Linked DNA regions of Hordeum vulgare: region 1 is linked to region 2. A link is a contact called in public Hi-C data. All regions are on one chromosome and are shown on one strand. The core of a region is the stretch at or near the end of the contact, and the rest is flanking DNA. Distances in the headings are between cores, read along the strand shown. Region 1 holds the start of LOC123402907 (GPI ethanolamine phosphate transferase 2). Region 2 holds the start of LOC123403436 (probable polygalacturonase).

Evidence for each region. A called contact is a pair of places that touch in the nucleus more often than the background predicts.
Region 1: a Hi-C map of seedling shows a contact between it and region 2, with 2.8 times the contacts expected there. The contact joins the promoter of LOC123402907 here to the promoter of LOC123403436 in region 2. A contact is called at or near these places in 1 of 6 Hi-C or Micro-C datasets (seedling) and 1 of 1 datasets of contacts at active chromatin or transcription factors (embryo).

What each region holds. Positions count from the first base shown.
Region 1 is chr6H:528,824,339-528,828,217 of MorexV3_pseudomolecules_assembly, forward strand. It overlaps LOC123402907 (GPI ethanolamine phosphate transferase 2), which reads left to right and starts at 2,602. Exons shown (of 17, transcript XM_045096874.1): 1 at 2,602-2,730; 2 at 2,833-2,926. The coding sequence starts at 2,618. LOC123402890 (20 kDa chaperonin, chloroplastic-like) reads right to left here and starts at 2,291. Exons shown (of 5, transcript XM_045096857.1): 1 at 2,085-2,291; 2 at 1,394-1,573; 3 at 764-919; 4 at 528-605; 5 at 17-382. The coding sequence starts at 2,231. The coding sequence ends at 209.
Region 2 is chr6H:528,652,464-528,656,359 of MorexV3_pseudomolecules_assembly, forward strand. It overlaps LOC123403436 (probable polygalacturonase), which reads left to right and starts at 1,405. Exons shown (of 5, transcript XM_045097372.1): 1 at 1,405-2,075; 2 at 2,557-2,677; 3 at 3,189-3,437; 4 at 3,655-3,808. The coding sequence starts at 1,638.

The sequences.
Region 1 (3,879 bases), core at 1,352-3,851, 170 kb after region 2:
GATCTTGGACCGTCAATTCGCAATCAGACTAGTATTCTAGTATTAACAACCTTGACTGGCACAAAGAATAGAATCCATATCAGTGAGGAAAACCAGCTTGGTGCAGAGGCACAAACATTGATGGGGATTCTCATTTCTCTTCATCTAGTTTAAGTTGCCTTTGGAAAATTTATGATCAGGAAAACCGCGCCTTGCGCTACAATCCAGCTCAAGAGAGGATAGCCATCAGGTCAGGTACCCTCAACACGATGTAGTTTGTGCCATCGACACCCTTAAACTCGGCACCAGCATACTTGGAGTACAGGACGGAACTGCCTGTGGATACCGGCAACGGGATCCTCTTGCCTTCCTCATCCAGATGGCCCGGGCCGACAGCGACCACCTGTCTCCCACAAACAAGCATGGCATTAACTCAAAAGTAAGATTGATTCGGACCAGATAGATGCCAAGGTACAGTTGCAACATGACCCATGCAGCTCAGAAACATAGGTAACAAAATTGTCCAACAGAACTAGTAAATGACTAACCGTTCCAACAGACGGCTTCTCCTGGACACTGTTAGTAAGCAGCAGGCCCCCGGCAGTTTTATCTTCAGCTACAGCTACCTGTTATACAGGTCGAAAAGCATGATGATTATTATAACAAGACTCGAGGGTGGTAACCTAATATAGAATCAGCCACTAAACTGACACCAGTGCACAATCCAAGACACATATGTTGATGTAACCAGATGTACACAATAAATGTATGTGAAAATATCTACCTCGATAAGAACACGGTCGCTAAGAGGCTCCATGTCTTTCACATCCTCTGTCTCCAGAATACCTATTATATCGTCCTCTTTTAGGATCAGATGGTTGGAATCATTCAACTCCACCTCCATTCCAGCATACTTCGAATATACAACCTGAGCCCCAACCTACATAATAGATGATACATGTTACATCTGCCTTTACTCACCAACCACTGGTACAAACTTGTTGTATTCACAACTATCACGGCAGAAGACATGTAGTAAAAGGATGAAACCAAACACAGAACATGGCATATAACACGCATAAAACTCTAGAATGCAAAAAATGTAAGGCAAGCTTCATCATATTAGCACTTTAGCATGCTTCTGACTGGATTTGTTATAACTAAAACCCTACTCATAATATTTGAGCATACTGAGTTACTGAAAACTAATTATCACGGCAAAATATATAAAAGGACCGAACCAGATACAACAAAACTGGCACAGCATGCGTAAAATCCTAGAATCCAAAAACAGGTAACACAAGCGCGTTGCAAGCTTCATCATATATCAGCATTTTAGCATGCTTCAGGCTGGATTCGTTATAACAAAAATTCTACTCATAAGACTGAAACAAAGTGACTGCACAGGCCATACCTTAATGCCAACTTCTACTTTGCTATCCCCAATGGTTCTTCCCTCTCCAACAGCAACCACCTCGCCACTCTGAGGTTTAGACTGCGCAGTTGAAGGGAGCAAAATCCCACCGGTCGTCTTCTGCTCGGCAGTCTTGGTCTTGAGAAGCACCCTGTCGGCCAAGGGCTTGACCGTCGTGTACTGCAACCACCGGAATAACAGGATACAGTTTCAGATCCACAAGCATACTCACCGCATGAGAATTAGAGCTACAGCCTCAAGTAAAACGCTACAAGCAACAAAGAGAACATAACTGCTCTCTGGGGTATTTTTTGACATATTGACATTGGCAATTCCAATCTCATAGTTCATTTGACGACACAATTGATTGCTCATAACAGCTCTCTGACCTTAATTGTACCAAAACTGAAATCAAACGCACAGAAACCTCATCCACACACCACAGCATCGAGACCTTCAAATTCCCCAATCAAGATGAGGTAACCTCTAGAGAAAAACAAGGTACACGCCACTGATTCCTCCGGCAACCTCATGACTCGATTTGTCCCCTCTTCTGCAGCCACCCACCTTATCAGCTGCTATGCACATGTAACAGAGCGCACGAGAACCACCACCACCACCATCACCACCCCTCGCGGAAAACAAGCAGCGAAACCGTGGCGCATTGCACGGGGGGGGGGGGGGCACGCACCTTGGGGGCGACGACGGTGGCGGCCCTGGCAACGAGCCCGCGGAGCGCCCCCCGCCGGGCCGCCGGCGCGGGGACGCGCCGGGGCTCGACGGCGGCCGCCCCCTTCCCGGCGAACCCCGCCGCACCGCAGAGCTGCACCGACGCCATTGCCCGAGGACTTTTGCTCGGAGAATAATCCGAGGATAAACCCTAGCCTCGATGAGCAGAGCAATGGAGAAGCAAATGGGATGGGGAGGGGAGCGCTTTATCCATCCATCCGGTTCCCCCGAAACGCCGCGCTTCTTCCCATGGGCCGCGGGTGCAGCTTTCGGCCCGGTCTGTCAAGATTACGCGGGCTAAAATGGGCTTATTCCTCTTGGGCTTTGGGGTACCGGTCGTCAACTCGGCCCGTAACTCGGATGTCAAGCGGGCCTGGCCGCGTCTTCCTCCTCCTCGGCAGTCCGTGTCGCTCCGATACCCATTCCGGAGGAGCGGAAAAAACTAATACAGAGCCAGCAGCGGCGATCGCCACCGCCGACCGAGGGAGGGAAGCCATGGGCGCCGCCGTGGCGGGATGGGCCGTGGCAGCGGTGGTGCTGCAGGTCGCCGGACTCTCCCTCTTCCTCTACGGCTTCTTCCCCGTCAAGCCCACGCTCCCGGGCTTCAGGTCCGCGCCTCCGCCTCTGGCCCTGCTTTTCTCTGAGCCAGCAGGTTGTGTTTGTTTACTTCGGCTGATGCGCGTCTGGTGTGTGCGTGTGGTGGCCCGCAGTGGCGCGGAGAGCTACCGGGCGCCGTCGTGCGGCCCCGTCGACGGCGGGGAGGGGCCGGCGCTTCCTCCGGATCAGCTCAGATCGCTGTACAGGGTACGGCACTGCTTCCGTTTCAATTGTTCGCTCTACAGTTTAGTAGATCCGCCTAGCATTGTTTCGGTCCAGTGGCGGAGCTTGCACCAACAATAAGGAGGGGCCGGCATCAAAGGATGAACGAATTTAGTAATTTAGGATGATACTGTCTTCCGTTTCAGTATCATGACTGCTTTTACACGACTGTAAAAATGTAGGGGGTGGGGAGGGGGGCCTTGGCTGGGCCCCCTTGGCCCCAATGAAGCATTGCTATGCTCTGATGTTCGTCCGACATATCCTGATTTTTTTCAAGGTGTCATCTCCCAACCATTGATTGGATTGGGAACACGACGATACACACACAGTACAATAGTCATTGGGGGTTAGGTAATAGAATAATCGGAGTTTAGGATGGGATCAGCAAAGTATATGATTGGGTTGACAACACAACGATGCACACAAAGTACAATGTAAATTGGGGCTGGGTAATACAAGAATCAGAATTTACGATGGGGTCAGCAAAGCATGAGGTGGGGAACGAGATGAACTGGAGGAAGGTGCCTGATTCATTTTCTGGTCGATGCCCTTCCATGTCTCCTGCTCCCTCTCTTATATGCGCTGCCACTTCCTGTCCACCAGGCCCAGCACATGCTCCTGCCTAATTTAGGATGATTGTCTTCAGTCACTTTAATACTCTAAATATCACTACTAGTTTTACACGGTTGTACAAATGTAGGGGGGGGGGGACATTGGCGCCTCCCTTGGGCCCAATGATGCTTTGCCGTTAGTTCCAGAATGTTCCGATGTCCGTCTGTCAACTCCTTAATTATTAGTCCGAAATTAGCGCACGAGTCGTTTGTTACTTGAGGCGTCGTAGGATTAGAGGCACCCATGACTTCAGAAAAAAAAAGGAACGCGTGATCTCCTTGAAATCGCTAACCATACGAGAGAATAGCACAAAGGCATGCACAATC
Region 2 (3,896 bases), core at 155-2,654:
TTTTAGTGTATAAGCACATGAATTTATACCTAACTATCCCCTAAACACAAACTATTATCTCTCTCTAAATTTACTGGATGCCGATATCTGTCACACGTGTGGCACGAGGACGTCCGGGATGGACACTCCCATGGTTACAAATTTCATCATGTCACTGAATGCATGCATAACTAACGAAAATGATGATGTCAATATTTTTTTTGGAGGGTTTCAACTTTTAAAATGTTTTATTTTTGAAATGAATTGCCGATTGAAAAACTTTTTTCACCAGTAAATCCATGGTGACGAGATGTTCGAAACAAGATCTCATATCGATATATTTTGGAGACATTTTTTTGGGTTAAAAGTTGTCATGTCTATTGCACATAAATTGTCATGTTGTTTACAGGGTAGTTGTCATGATATGTTTCTATCTTTAAAGTAAATTTTGACATGTTTAAAAAAAGAGCAAACCAAAAGACTAAGTTTGCCATGATGAATTACTAGAATTTGCCATGAGTCATGAAATGATTTTGACATGGTTCATAATTCAAAATGCATGATCAATGATTCAAATTTGCCATGAACCATAAATTAAAATTGTCATGATGAATTACTTAAATTTGCCATGATACATGCACTAAAATTTTCCATGGTTCATATAAAAAATATTTTTCATGGTCAAAATACTAGAATTGCCATATTCAAAATACTAAAAATTGCCATCGTCTATAAACTAAAATTATCATGATCTATAAACTAAATTTACGACGATGAATTACTAAAAATGGTCATCAACCATGAATTAAATTTGCCGTGGTTAATTACTAGAAATTGCCATGGTCAATTAATAAAAAAATTCCATGAAAATTAGTTGAAATATAATGGTAGATTTAAATCTATAAATAACATAGATGAAACATATTGTGGCAACTTTAGTGTAAATGCGATGGCAACTTCAGTGGAAATATCATGTCAACTTTTGGCCTGTAAAAGTCATCAAAACATGTCAATATGAGTTCTAGTATTGAAAATCACGTCGAGAATGAACTAATGATAAAAATGGATTTTTATTCAATTTTTTTTACTTAAGAGATAAATATTTTTAATTTCTAAACCCCCAAAAGATTCCCTTGATATCATCAGTTTGATGTGGCAAAATGAATGATAATAAAAACGTTGGAACCATGTTCCTTCATACCACACATGTGGCACGTTTGGGATTTTCTTACCTTTAACCCAAACAAGCCATGCATTAATAGGGTATATCAACCGAAATAAATCCCTCACCGTCCGATCTAAATCCGACGGCTAATACTAAGCCACGAGTCCCAACGATTCTCACCGTCTTCTTCCCTTCGACGGCGCCCGTGACAGGGCACCCGCGAATGCCACGCCTGCTTGCTCCTCGCTTCCGCCTCACTCAAACGGCCTCTTCCCTCCTATAAACCCATCTCAGCACCAACCGCTCCAATGGCGGAATTCCCCAAGCCCGCTCCCCCTCCCCCCTCGCCCCCGCCCGCCTCCCCGGAACCCCAGCTCGCCGCGCCCCGCCGCACCCACTGACCCAACCCACGCCGCGCCGCGCGCCGTGCCCTAGATCGGGAGATCGGGGGGAGGAGAAGAAGGGCCCGCCCGCCTCGGCAGACCGCGGCGCGATGGTGGAGACGTCGGGCGGGAGGTGGAGGCTCCACCTCCACGGCCCGCGGCGGAGCGCGGCCGCCTTCCTCGCGGCCAACAAGACCCTGCTCGCCGCCGTGTGGGTCGCCGGGTTCACGCTCGTCTTCCTGTGGCAGAGCGCCTCCATGTTCGTCGCCGGGGCCGGGGGCGGGCCCCGCCCGGCGCTGCCGCCGTCGCGCCCGGCCCCGCGGCTGCGCCCGATGGCGTACAACCTGACGGACTTCGGGGGCGTCGGGGACGGGCGGACGGTCAACACCCGGGCCTTCGAGCGCGCCGTGGAGACCATAACGGCGTTCGCCGACCGCGGCGGGGCGCAGCTCAATGTGCCGCCCGGCCGCTGGCTCACGGGCCCGTTCAACCTCACCAGCCACATGACGCTGTTCCTCGCCGAGGGCGCCGAGATCCTCGGCATTACGGTGAGTGAGCGTTACTTGCAACCGGAGCAATGGGGTTAATTTTTCAAGTGCTATTGAATTGTGTCGTGGATCATGGCTAACATGTAGTTGAATTATATCCATCCCTTTGACTAGTTGGTTTGATGGGTAAACAAATCAACCAATGGTAAAAATAGAAGGATTTTTGTTGTGTGATGTGTCGCTAGGGCCGAAGGTTGAAGCGATACCGATGTTCAGATTGTTACCATTTTGGAAAATTGATGGGTAATAATTGCACAATATAATTACCACATTGTCTGTTTAATTCCAACTTCCGCACTATCCTTTTTTAGCCGGGCGAAACATTGCTGTCTATCTCAAAGGAAACATCTAGAATGTGTTCAGAGTTGGGTGGAATGTGGTTTGAACTGTCACTCTTAGCTCTCTGAATCTCTGATTCTATCATGCGCAGTTTCAGATTAGCAGGTGTATCTAGCTGGGGTTCTGATATTTTTCTGGACAGGACGAGAAGAATTGGCCGCTAATGCCAGCACTGCCATCTTATGGATATGGGAGGGAGCGCAAAGGGCCTCGTTTCGGGAGTCTAATTCATGGACAGAATTTGAAAGATGTTGTCATTACAGGTTTGCCTTTTATCTAAGTAAGCTGTCAATATCAACTTGTCAAGCTGTGTAATCTACAACACCCTATCATGGATTTGTTGATTAGCTATGAAGCAACATGCATGAGAGAAATGCATAATGTGCATATTAAGCAATCTAGTGATGGTAACAGTATACCAGCATGTCTGACTGTTTGAATAACACAAAGCAACTGCTTGACCTGTTTAATCCCTAATCTGAATGTACTTGATTTCGGTATGCATGCTTTGATGTCCCGCTTATTTGTTAAAAGTAGAACATTATATCCATAGCTTGAATAGCATATTCTCCAGTGATCTTTAAATGAGTAAATACTGAATAGGTGAGTTCACTGAAACAGCAGCACCTGCATTTTGGTGGTTTGAATATGCATTTGTTTCTCAATTGTATACTAAATTACGAACTGAATAATGATGATATGCTATGTTCATTATTCATTGGATGATAGCTCTTTAACCATCATGACTTCACTTCTTTTCACTCTGCTAAATAGGATACAATGGTAGCATAAATGGCCAGGGCGAAGTTTGGTGGTTGAAGCATCGTAGAAGAATGCTGAAGAACACAAGACCTCCACTTGTGCAACTGATGTGGTCCAAGGACATTGTTGTTACAAATATAACGTTGCGGAATTCACCTTTCTGGCACTTCCACCCATATGATTGTACAAATGTTACTGTTTCGAATGTTACAATCTTATCTCCTATTTCTGGTGCTCCAAACACAGATGGCATAGATCCAGGTATTCTTCCTGCAACTATTTTTAATGACTTCCAGTATAACCTAAATTTCTTTTTGCAATGTTCAGGTGTTACTTCAAGCATTTGCATATTTGTAGCATTAACTATCAGCTAATGTTGCATATCATCTAGGCTCGATTCTTATCTTAATAACAGACCTTGCTGATCAGAAACCATATGTAGGTATCTTCAGCTGACATATGTTTATGTGTTGTGCAGATTCTTGTGAGGATGTCCTAATTGAGAACTGCTACATATCTGTTGGTGATGATGCAATTGCTATAAAGAGTGGGTGGGATCAATATGGGATTGCATATGGGCGGTCGTCTTCTAACATCTTAATACGCAATGTGATAGTCCGATCTTTGGTTAGGTATAGTTCTTCTAAAAAAAAATCTTTGGTTAGGTATATATTGCTTTGTAAACAATATTTATTTGCATGAGTCTTTTATTTCAAGCCG